Linked DNA regions of Callithrix jacchus: region 1 is linked to region 2. A link is a contact called in public Hi-C data. All regions are on one chromosome and are shown on one strand. The core of a region is the stretch at or near the end of the contact, and the rest is flanking DNA. Distances in the headings are between cores, read along the strand shown.

What was found. A called contact is a pair of places that touch in the nucleus more often than the background predicts.
Region 1: a contact with region 2 is called in a Hi-C map of skeletal muscle, with 2.6 times the contacts expected there. The contact joins the promoter of HEY2 here to the promoter of HDDC2 in region 2. A contact is called at or near these places in 3 of 3 Hi-C or Micro-C datasets (induced pluripotent stem cells and skeletal muscle).

The regions. Positions count from the first base shown.
Region 1 is chr4:132,329,652-132,334,460 of calJac240_pri, forward strand. HEY2 (hes related family bHLH transcription factor with YRPW motif 2) reads left to right here and starts at 3,191. Exons shown (of 5, transcript XM_008994992.4): 1 at 3,191-3,594.
Region 2 is chr4:131,898,908-131,903,295 of calJac240_pri, forward strand. HDDC2 (HD domain containing 2) reads right to left here and starts at 2,138. Exons shown (of 7, transcript XR_013534909.1): 1 at 2,012-2,138; 2 at 731-852.

The sequences.
Region 1 (4,809 bases), core at 1,941-4,440, 430 kb after region 2:
AGAATTATAGCAACAAAACTCGAAATTTGTGGGACAAGATAATACTTGGCCAACATCACCAAATGTGTCAATATAGGTGTAAAAACTGTAACTTTTTATTAAATGGGTGTGAAAAGAATTGGGGAGGAGGAACAGGACCACTGAATCTGGTATTTCCAGATCTCGGCATTCAACATCTCACTCCCACACCATTAAGTTAAATAACATTTAGCTCAAAACACAGGCTAGGGGACCAATTACGGGAAGGCGTCTGAGTCTTCCCTTTTCCATTCCCTTTAGATCTGCCGTCCTGGGCTTTCTTTCCTAATGGGATCTCCTTTCTAATAAAGTCCCTCGTATCTTTTGGTGTAATTAACTCATGGTACAAATCTTTCAAAAAGAAAAAAAGGAAAGAACTGAGGTTTGCTCTGCGCGCGGACATCTTTTCTTCCTACGACTTCACTTTCGCTGAAAAGGTTGTCGCAGAGGGGCGGGGAGGCTGGAAATCCCGCCGTTCCCTTATTCTTTCTCTTTTCTTTCGCTCCGCACATGCCACCCCTACACCTCCCCACCCCACTCCCCACCTCCAATCCACTACGGTATTTAAGTCGGAGGTGGCGCTTTAAAGAGTTTCCTCTGTCTGTTTCGGTCTCTGACCCGAAACGCACTTTCGGTTACAGACAGATCGGGCGCTCAAGCAGGGGACAGGCACATGGATAAATAGTCGAAGGGAATAAACGACCTAATGGAGAAATCTCGTGCTGCCTAATTGCTATTGTGTTTTTCAGATAAATAAGCATATTCTTTTGATAGCGTTCAAAAATCCTGAGCTCTCTTGCCCTATGCAAGATTTCTATGGCGCTTACTATATGCCAGGCACGGTTTTAAATGCTTTTAAAATATGATCTTCTTTGCTTAAAAAAATGTTTAACAGATATAAAATTCCGTAAGTGCTTTCAAACGTCCCTGCTATATTCTTCTTTATACATACTACAGCAGTTAAGTCTTCAAAGACAAATATGGAAAAACTTTAACCAGTTGCTACTTAATTGCCAGCAAATCGTTTCCCTCTTTAAAATTTTTCGCAATCATTTTAATTAAATACACTAGTATAGTGGCAAAGAACCGTTAGATTTTTTTTTTTTTCAGTGATGATCTCAGGTTTTGCCTCGGGCGTTTGGACGCGCCCACTAATTGCTCGTGTGGCAAACATTAATTGCACCTGTAGGCATTTGCATTCAGAAAAACGCGCAGCTCTCACGGTAAGTTGTGACCGTCGAGCTCGCCAGAGGCGCGTTCACCAGTGGCCGGGACGTACTGGCCCACTGCGGCTGGGCAGGGACGTGGTAGGCGACCGGCGCGCGTCAGGCTCGTCACCGCTGGATTGCGGGGTCGGAGCGTGGACTGCGTCGGGGTGCTGGCCCGCTCTGCTCCGCGCAGCGTGCTCAGGCCGCCCTAGTGCAGCCGACCTAAGGCCCTGAACCCCGCGCCGACCCAGTTCCTGCCCTGAGGCCGACAGGAGAGCTGGGGTTCACCGAGCCCCGCGGCCCCGCCGCTGGGCGCGAACCCCATCTAGCCCCACCCGGTCCCGCGGAGTGTGTGCTTTGCCCAGGGTTAAGTTTCAGAAGCCGGGATGTAACGATTCACACGGTTATTGAAGGCATGGCGGTGGGGATCGCGCAAAAGAGATTTGAGTGTGTGGGGAAGGGGGGGTTGTGTTCCAATAAGGGCCTAGCACTCTGGCCGCAGGTCCTCCACTCTCCCCTGGTCCAAACCCTGCCAGGGTCCTGTCTTTTCCAGTAACGTCCTTTCCTCTTCTCCCCGCCCCACTCAGGGCTTCTGTGGACAGAGAACGGAGTGTCAAAGGGACGCCCTGGGCCGATCCCCAGGAAAGTATTAATCCCCGTGACAGAGGGTTGTGGGGATCGATAGACGCCCTTTCTCAGAGGCTGTCTCTTCACTGCGGACCAAGCGGCCCCGCTAACGTGTGAAGCCGCCGCCCGTCCCCCGGCACCGCCGCGCCGGAGCGGGCGAGCGGACCCCGGCGTCCCCGGTTGGGTCTCGCTCAATGCCTTCCCCCGCAGCTTCACAGCCAGGTGGCGGGTTCAAAAGTCCTACAGAACGTGGAGAGAACCTGCAGCCGGAAAACATGTTTTGAACGCACAGCTCGAGTTTTACACAACGCACGTTGTCCGAGGCACGAACTGCTGGACACGAATTCAAACTTTAGAAACCAAATTTAATGTCCAAGGGCCAATCCTCACTTCCCAGATTCTTAACTCTGCGGCTGCGAGTACACCCACCAGGGGCACTCGAAGGAGAATCGAGGCAATTTTCTGGATAATCCACGCCCGAAAAACTCGAACTGGAAAATCTACTACGATTATGTCCTGAAACACCCGCGTCATTGCTCTAGTCCTTCCTACCATCAGAGCTGACACAGCTCCAGTCCAACGGACTCCTCGGGGTCTAGGATCCACAGTCCCTGGGGGCCGAAGACCCAATGGAAGTAACTGATGGATCGCAAACTAGAAATCACAGCGTGGCGGACCGACCTGATCGGAAAAACTCGCGACCTCACAAGAAACAGCCCGGAGGCCGCGGAAGTAGCCTCGGGAGTTGTCAGACGGAAAAGCAATTTTGATTTAAAGTTTTCAAAAGCCCCAGAGGGCAAATGTGACCGCTTGGGTCAGCCAGTCAGCAGTTTCGGTCCAGACTGGACCACCGAGTGGGGCGGCCGGAGGAGCCGCGGCGCCTCCCGACGTCACACGCGCCCGCTCACACTCAGCCACGCGCTCGGGGTTATTCTTTACACTCAGGCTGAAACTTCGCCCGCAACACCGCGGGGCGCGGAGGAGGGCTGCAACCCGAGGTCCAGGACCCGCCCCTCACCGGCCCGCCCCCGCAGCGCCCGCGTTGGCGCTCGCGCGCTACCCCAGCAGGCGTTAGCAAGACCGCGCTCACGCTCTCCCCGGCCGCTCCCGCCCTCGCGCAGCGCCGGGGTCCCAGGTCCGCGGCCGAGTTCCCACGCCTCAGCCCGAGCCTCGCGGCGGGCCTGGGCGAGCGCAGCCCCGCCCCGTGGCCCAGCCAATCGCGGGCCACGCCGACCAGTGAGGGGGCGGTGCCGGGCGGGCGGCCGGGGCTGGAGCGCGGGGGCGGGGGAGGTGGCCCCACCCGCGCGAGGGGCGTGGCCGGCGCCGGCTCTTGCGGCAGAGCAGAGTTGCGGCGTGGGAAAGAGCTGCTAGGAGCCGACCCCGCCGCCGCCGGAGACGCGCCTGCCCAGGCCGGGGGAGGGAGGAGGCGGGCGCGAGGGTGTTGCGCCTTGCTCGGCGTTTGAGCTTCCGGCTGGGCTGCGCCCCGCGCAGTCTTCGCCGGGATGAAGCGCCCCTGCGACGAGACGACCTCGGAGAGCGACATGGACGAGACCATCGACGTTGGGAGCGAGAACAATTACTCGGGGTGAGCGCGGGCTCGGCGGGAGCGGCCACAGAGCTCGGGGGCGTCGGGAAACTGTGCACGCGTGGCCCCCTGGAAATCCCGAGGCTACTCTGAGCAGCACCTGGGCGGAGAAGGAAAGTTTTGCCCGATAAAGTTTGAGTGGTGGGCGCTCAGAGAGTGAGTTGGGATGGGGCAAGGGATGTGGATTTTCACCGTAGGGGTGGAGTGGCCTGGATGGGAGATGGCACTGAAAAGCAGAGCGCCGGAGTTGGCGAGGGAGGGTCCTGGCTGTCAGAGTTGGACGCGCGAACCTCAAAGTCCTGGCGACAGGCGGTGCCCCAGCCACTGAAACCGTATTTGGGTGCACTTTCGAAATAAATCAGGAGAAAATAAAAGCAATTTGATTTTTAATTTTTAGAGATACCGAAATCACGACTTGATTTTTGGAGGAATTAGAGCAACCTGTGATTTCAAGACTAAGTGGGTTGAGCTTTGCAGGTTGACTGTGTGACTTGGCTAACCCAAGAGTGAGTGACAGATGTAAGGATCGGAAAGGGCATCATCATTTCTTTGACTGCTTGTTCTCAAGTCTGGAAGAGATCGGTGTCGTAATCACAGAAGCCAGACCTCCACTTTCCTGTGACAGAGGGAGATTACCGAGGCATTTTAGAGCCAAGGCAGGTCAAATGATAATTGCTTCTAATTGGCATCCCCAGAAGCACCTTAATTATTTATCTGCAGCTGTCACTCAAAGAGGGACATTCTTCCTACCTTTGGAAAACTGGTTTTCTTTCATATTGTTATTCCAATACCTACAAAGCAAAGCCTGAAATCTGTAAGAGCAAAGATATTTACATGAAACCAACGGTTCAAGTATCTGATTATTAAAGTGTTCTTGTGCCATCTTTAAAAATGAGGTCTGAAAAACAGAAGCTCCCACATGAAAGGTGAAACCCATAAAGAAGGGGTGAAAATGAGGGGGACAGGTAATTCAGAAATAAGATCCAGAAGTGAGAAGGTGAGGTAATAGCAACCTGGTGCGTGTTGCATTGCTAGAATGAAAGAGAACAAATAACAGGAACCTGGGGAATTTGAGAACACAAAGAAGCACAGTATCCATGAATTATGAAGAGAAACAGATAAAAACTAGAAAGGATTATAAAAATTTTGTGACCAAATAATACTCTGATTGAACTTTCAATATAAAAATACCTTTTCATTAGTAAATCCAAGGTAAATTGCGGCTTCTAGAGATTTAAGCGGAGTCTGAACGCTGAGACACACCAACAGTTTCATTTTCGAAGTAAAACATTCACCTAGTAATAAAATGAGTTTTAATTTTCCTATCAGTGGCATATTTAGACTTGATTAGTATGCAAAACATCAAGTTTG
Region 2 (4,388 bases), core at 888-3,387:
GAAAAATACTCCTTTACTTTCCTATACTCAGGGCTTTGCTTTATCTGCCCTTCTCTCTGCTTGCAGTGCCTTCTACCTCTCTGCCTATATTAACTCTTTAGAGCTCAACTCAGATTGCACCTCCTCCATTAAGATGAACCAAGAACAGGTGATCTCCCCTACTCTTTGTACTTACTGTTTCCATCATACTTTATGTTTCACTTCATATAGAAGGTACTTTGGGCCTGTGTAATTCACCTTACTCTCTAATATGCTAGTAAACTTTTGTTCTATGCTCAAAAAGCATTTTAACACTTGTTGATTGAAGGGGGAGAGGATACCTCTTTCTCAGCTATATCTTACACATACAACTCCAGAAAGAAATCTCAAGAATGGATTCTACTATCCACAAAAGGCACTAGAAAAGAGCACATAGTGTACTAATACAATGCTAGAATTTTAGACATAACACACTCACCTTCAAGGCCCCAGTATCACTCTCAAGTTTCCTCTGATACCCAAGGCAGGCTCTATCACTTGCCAACAGAAAACCCAGATTGCAGTTTACAACTGAGGCAATCAACAATGAGCTCCTCTTCCCACATCCTAAATTTGTATGGTTTGCTTCAAATTCATTTTTCTTGACCTATAAACTAACCTACAAGGATTTGACACGGGCCTCAGTGGTAAAAATGGGTGTACACCCATAGACCAGAATCCCTCATGAGCATCAAAATCCAGCTCAGCTTACCGGTCTTTGTTAAGACGGTCATCTTTGATCACCATAGCCATAATTGCCATCCGGTACATGTGATCTGACACGCTCTCTGGCCTCTGGACATTTCTGTATACCCAGCCAGTCCGTGGGACTCTCTGATAAATACGAAAAAGAAAAAGAAGGTTTAAGAAACCAATGTTAACTATCGGTTATGCTCTTCAAGAGATGTCCAGGATATAACACACAGAGGCCGAGTCATAGCTTCAGAACCTATTACAAAATGTTTTACTAAACTAAAATGATAGATCTCTGGAATCAAATAAACTAGAGAACTCAGAATAAAAGAAGGAGAAGACAGAGCGAGGTAAGTCACAAAGTCCATTCATCAAATTACTGTTACTGGTGTATAATTATGGAACACATGTAAGTCCTTTAAACAAAACAAAACTGCATTATTCCTAACTACAGGAGTTGCAGCTTTTTGCCTTCAAACAATCCTATACAAGCAGAAAACACTGTGTTAAAGGCTCGAACTTGAACGAGTGATACAATTCCAAATTCTGATGCACAAGGTATAAAGGCACTTCTCATTACGTGTTGAGTCACGACTCCTTCTCATTGCTTGATGCTACCAACAGTTGTGACTCTTCCTTTTATTCACATCATAACTTGATCTTGTGAAGCTGCATTTCTTCCTCAGAATTCTACATCTCTAAAGAATGTTATAAATAGTAGAGTGGCATGAAACAGATAATTTGCTTTGAACTTGGGAGAGAGACGTGGAAGACACACATGATGAAACTCCAGTGTGTTATGTTAAATCCTGTTTGGGGAGTTGGCGGGGGGAGAAAAGTCTTGTTTTGGGATGTAACTGTGAAACAGAGGTAAAGCACTCGACTTAAAATCTGTTCTTCCGACTGGTGCTCAGAAGCAGCCATGCTCTACACGCACACACACGCACACGCACACGCACACGCACACGCACACGCACGCAAGCGCTCAGCACAGGCCGGCCCAGGCCAGCTGCTCTCCGGGAACCAGCCGGGCTGCGTGGCGGCCCTAGCGGCTCCGGGGTCTGGGCTCAAACTCCGCGCGGCCCCATCCCCGCCCTGCCTCCCCTCCGGCTTCTTCCTCCGCCCACCGTCCAGTATGGGCGTCCCAGACGCCTCCGCAAGGCCGGCGCCTTTCCCAAATTCGGCATGGCGGGACGGCGCGGAACTGGGAAAGGCCGCGGGCCGAGCTGGGAGCCGGAAGCTGCGCCGCCTCACTGTCCCGCCTGCTCGGCCGCGGCCTCCCGGCCCGCTGCCCGCTCACCTTGAGCTGCCCCATCAGCCGCAGGAACTGCAGCAGTGAACGAGCCCCGTGGCCTGAGAAGCCCGCAGAGGAGACCGAAGCCATACGGCCACGGATCCCGGCTGGGAAGAGCAGGCCGTGGCGAAGCTCCTCCCCTCCCTTCTCCTCCCCCTTGTTTTCCTTCCCGCTCTTCTTCCCCTTCTTCCCCTTTCTCCTCCCCTTCTTCTTCCTTCTGACCCTCTTCCTTCTCCCCTTTCCAACTCCCTCCTCTTCCTCTTTCTCCTCCCCTACTTCCGCTTTCCCCTCTTCCCCCTTCCTCTCCCCCCCTCTTTTTCCTCTGGTTCCTTCTCCCCCTCCTTCACTTTCTCACGGTTTTCTCAGGCCCTTCTGTCCAATCTTCACCTTCCTGGCCTTGGTGACTGCTGGTTAGGCATTGCTCCACCAGCGGTGGACACTTTGCTTGGCACATACTGGACACTTCCTTTCTAAATTTATGAACCTCATTATTCTTCAGTTGACAGTGTAAAACCATGAAACTAGATGAGGTCACCAGGCAAGAGAGTGTGAATGAAGAAGAAAAGACATCCAAGGGCTCAACCCCAACATTTAGACTTTGGGAGATGGAGAGGGAGCAGCTAGTGAGGCAGGAAGAGGATTAAGAGATAAGTGTGTCTTGGAAGCCATGTAGAAAAAAAAAATTCAAAAAGGAAGGAATATGGTCAACCAAGTCTATTTGACGTCAGATAAGGACCAAGATTTGACTTCCAGACTTAGTAAATTTTATATTATGGGTGACTCTGACAAAAGCGGTTTTCAGTGTAGTGGGCAAGCAGAACCTAGTAAGATAATTTTCAAGAAAATAGGAGCAAGTATTTCGACACATTGGAGATGGGATTGGGTGATGTTAACTAGTGGAGAGATTGTTTAAAAACAGGAGATACTGTGTATGTTTATTTACCGATGGAGGTGATCTAGTAGAAAGGGAAGCATTGACTATATAAGAGACAAAGGAGAGAAATATTTGAATGTCAGCCTTGAGTAAGGAAAAATAGTTCCTATCTAGTGTACAAGATAAAACATTGGCTTTAGATAGGAATATGGAGACTTCATTTAGCTGTCAGAGGAGGACAGAATAAATGGTGACTAATAATCAGTCACAGATGTGGTTATGGGAGGTTGTAGAAGTTCTTTTTTGATTGCTTCTATTTTCTCACCAAATTAGGAAGCAAAGTAGAGGCTGGGATGTTATAGTAATAAGTAACCGCCTTATTTCCTGTATCTCAGCAGTTTAACACATCAAAGGTTTATTTCTCTCTCATGCTAAGTGTCTGTTGCAGATCAGTTAGAGGATGCTGCTTGCTCCAACTTCACTCAGGGAGTTGGGAGGCTTTCTTTGCCCCTCTTTTGCCAAAATTGGGAAAAAGAAAAGTGGCACTCTGGTTCTTAAAGCCTGTCTCTGGAAGTGATATATGACCTTTTGTCTACATATCATTGGCAAAATAAGTAACACTGCCACATCTAACGTCAAAGGGGTCCTGTGGAGGCCTCTGGGAAGAAAGGAGGCTAGAATATTTGTGAATAGAGGAGGAGGCATTTGAGGTTTAAGGAGTGATATGGTTCGGCTCTGTGACCCCACAAATATCACGTCAAATGTAATCCTCAAAGTTGGAGGAAGGGCCTGGTGGGAGGTGAGTGGATTATGGTGGCTGACTTTCCCCTTGCTGTTCTTGTGATAGTGAGTGAGTTCTCTAGTGATCTGGTTGTTTAATAGGGTGTAGCACTTCCCCACTTTGCTCTCTTTCTCTTCCGCTCCGCCATGTGAAGACAATGCCTGCTTCCCTTTTACCTTTCACCATGATTTTAAGTTTCTGCAGCCGTGCTTCCTGTACAGCCAATGAAATCTCTTTTATTTATAAATTACCTAGTCTCAGATAGTTCTTTATAGCAATGCGAGAGTGGATTAATATATGGAGAAAGAAGGCATGAAATAGTTTTTTTGAAGACTGGTTCAGCAAAACATTAAATATGACTAAGAACCAAATAAATGCCAAGGACATTGGGGCTTGTATTAAACATGGTTAGGAAAATGAGCTGGAAGCCATTTTTATGATGGTAAGTGGTGCTAAATAAAGATCAAGCCAGGTGTGGTGGTTTGTGCCTTTATCCCAGCTACTCAGGAGGCTTAGATGGGAGGATCACTTGAGCCCAGGAGTTTGAAACTGCAGTGGTTTATGATCACTCCAGCTTGGGAAACAGAATATGTCTCTAAAACATTACAAATTTTTTAAAAATGGAAGAATCAAGGGTTAAAAAGAAGGAAAAAGAATCAGAGGCAAAGTCAGTCAGATCCACTGGAGTAATACAAAAGCAAATGAACAAAAAGATCCAGGAGAATATG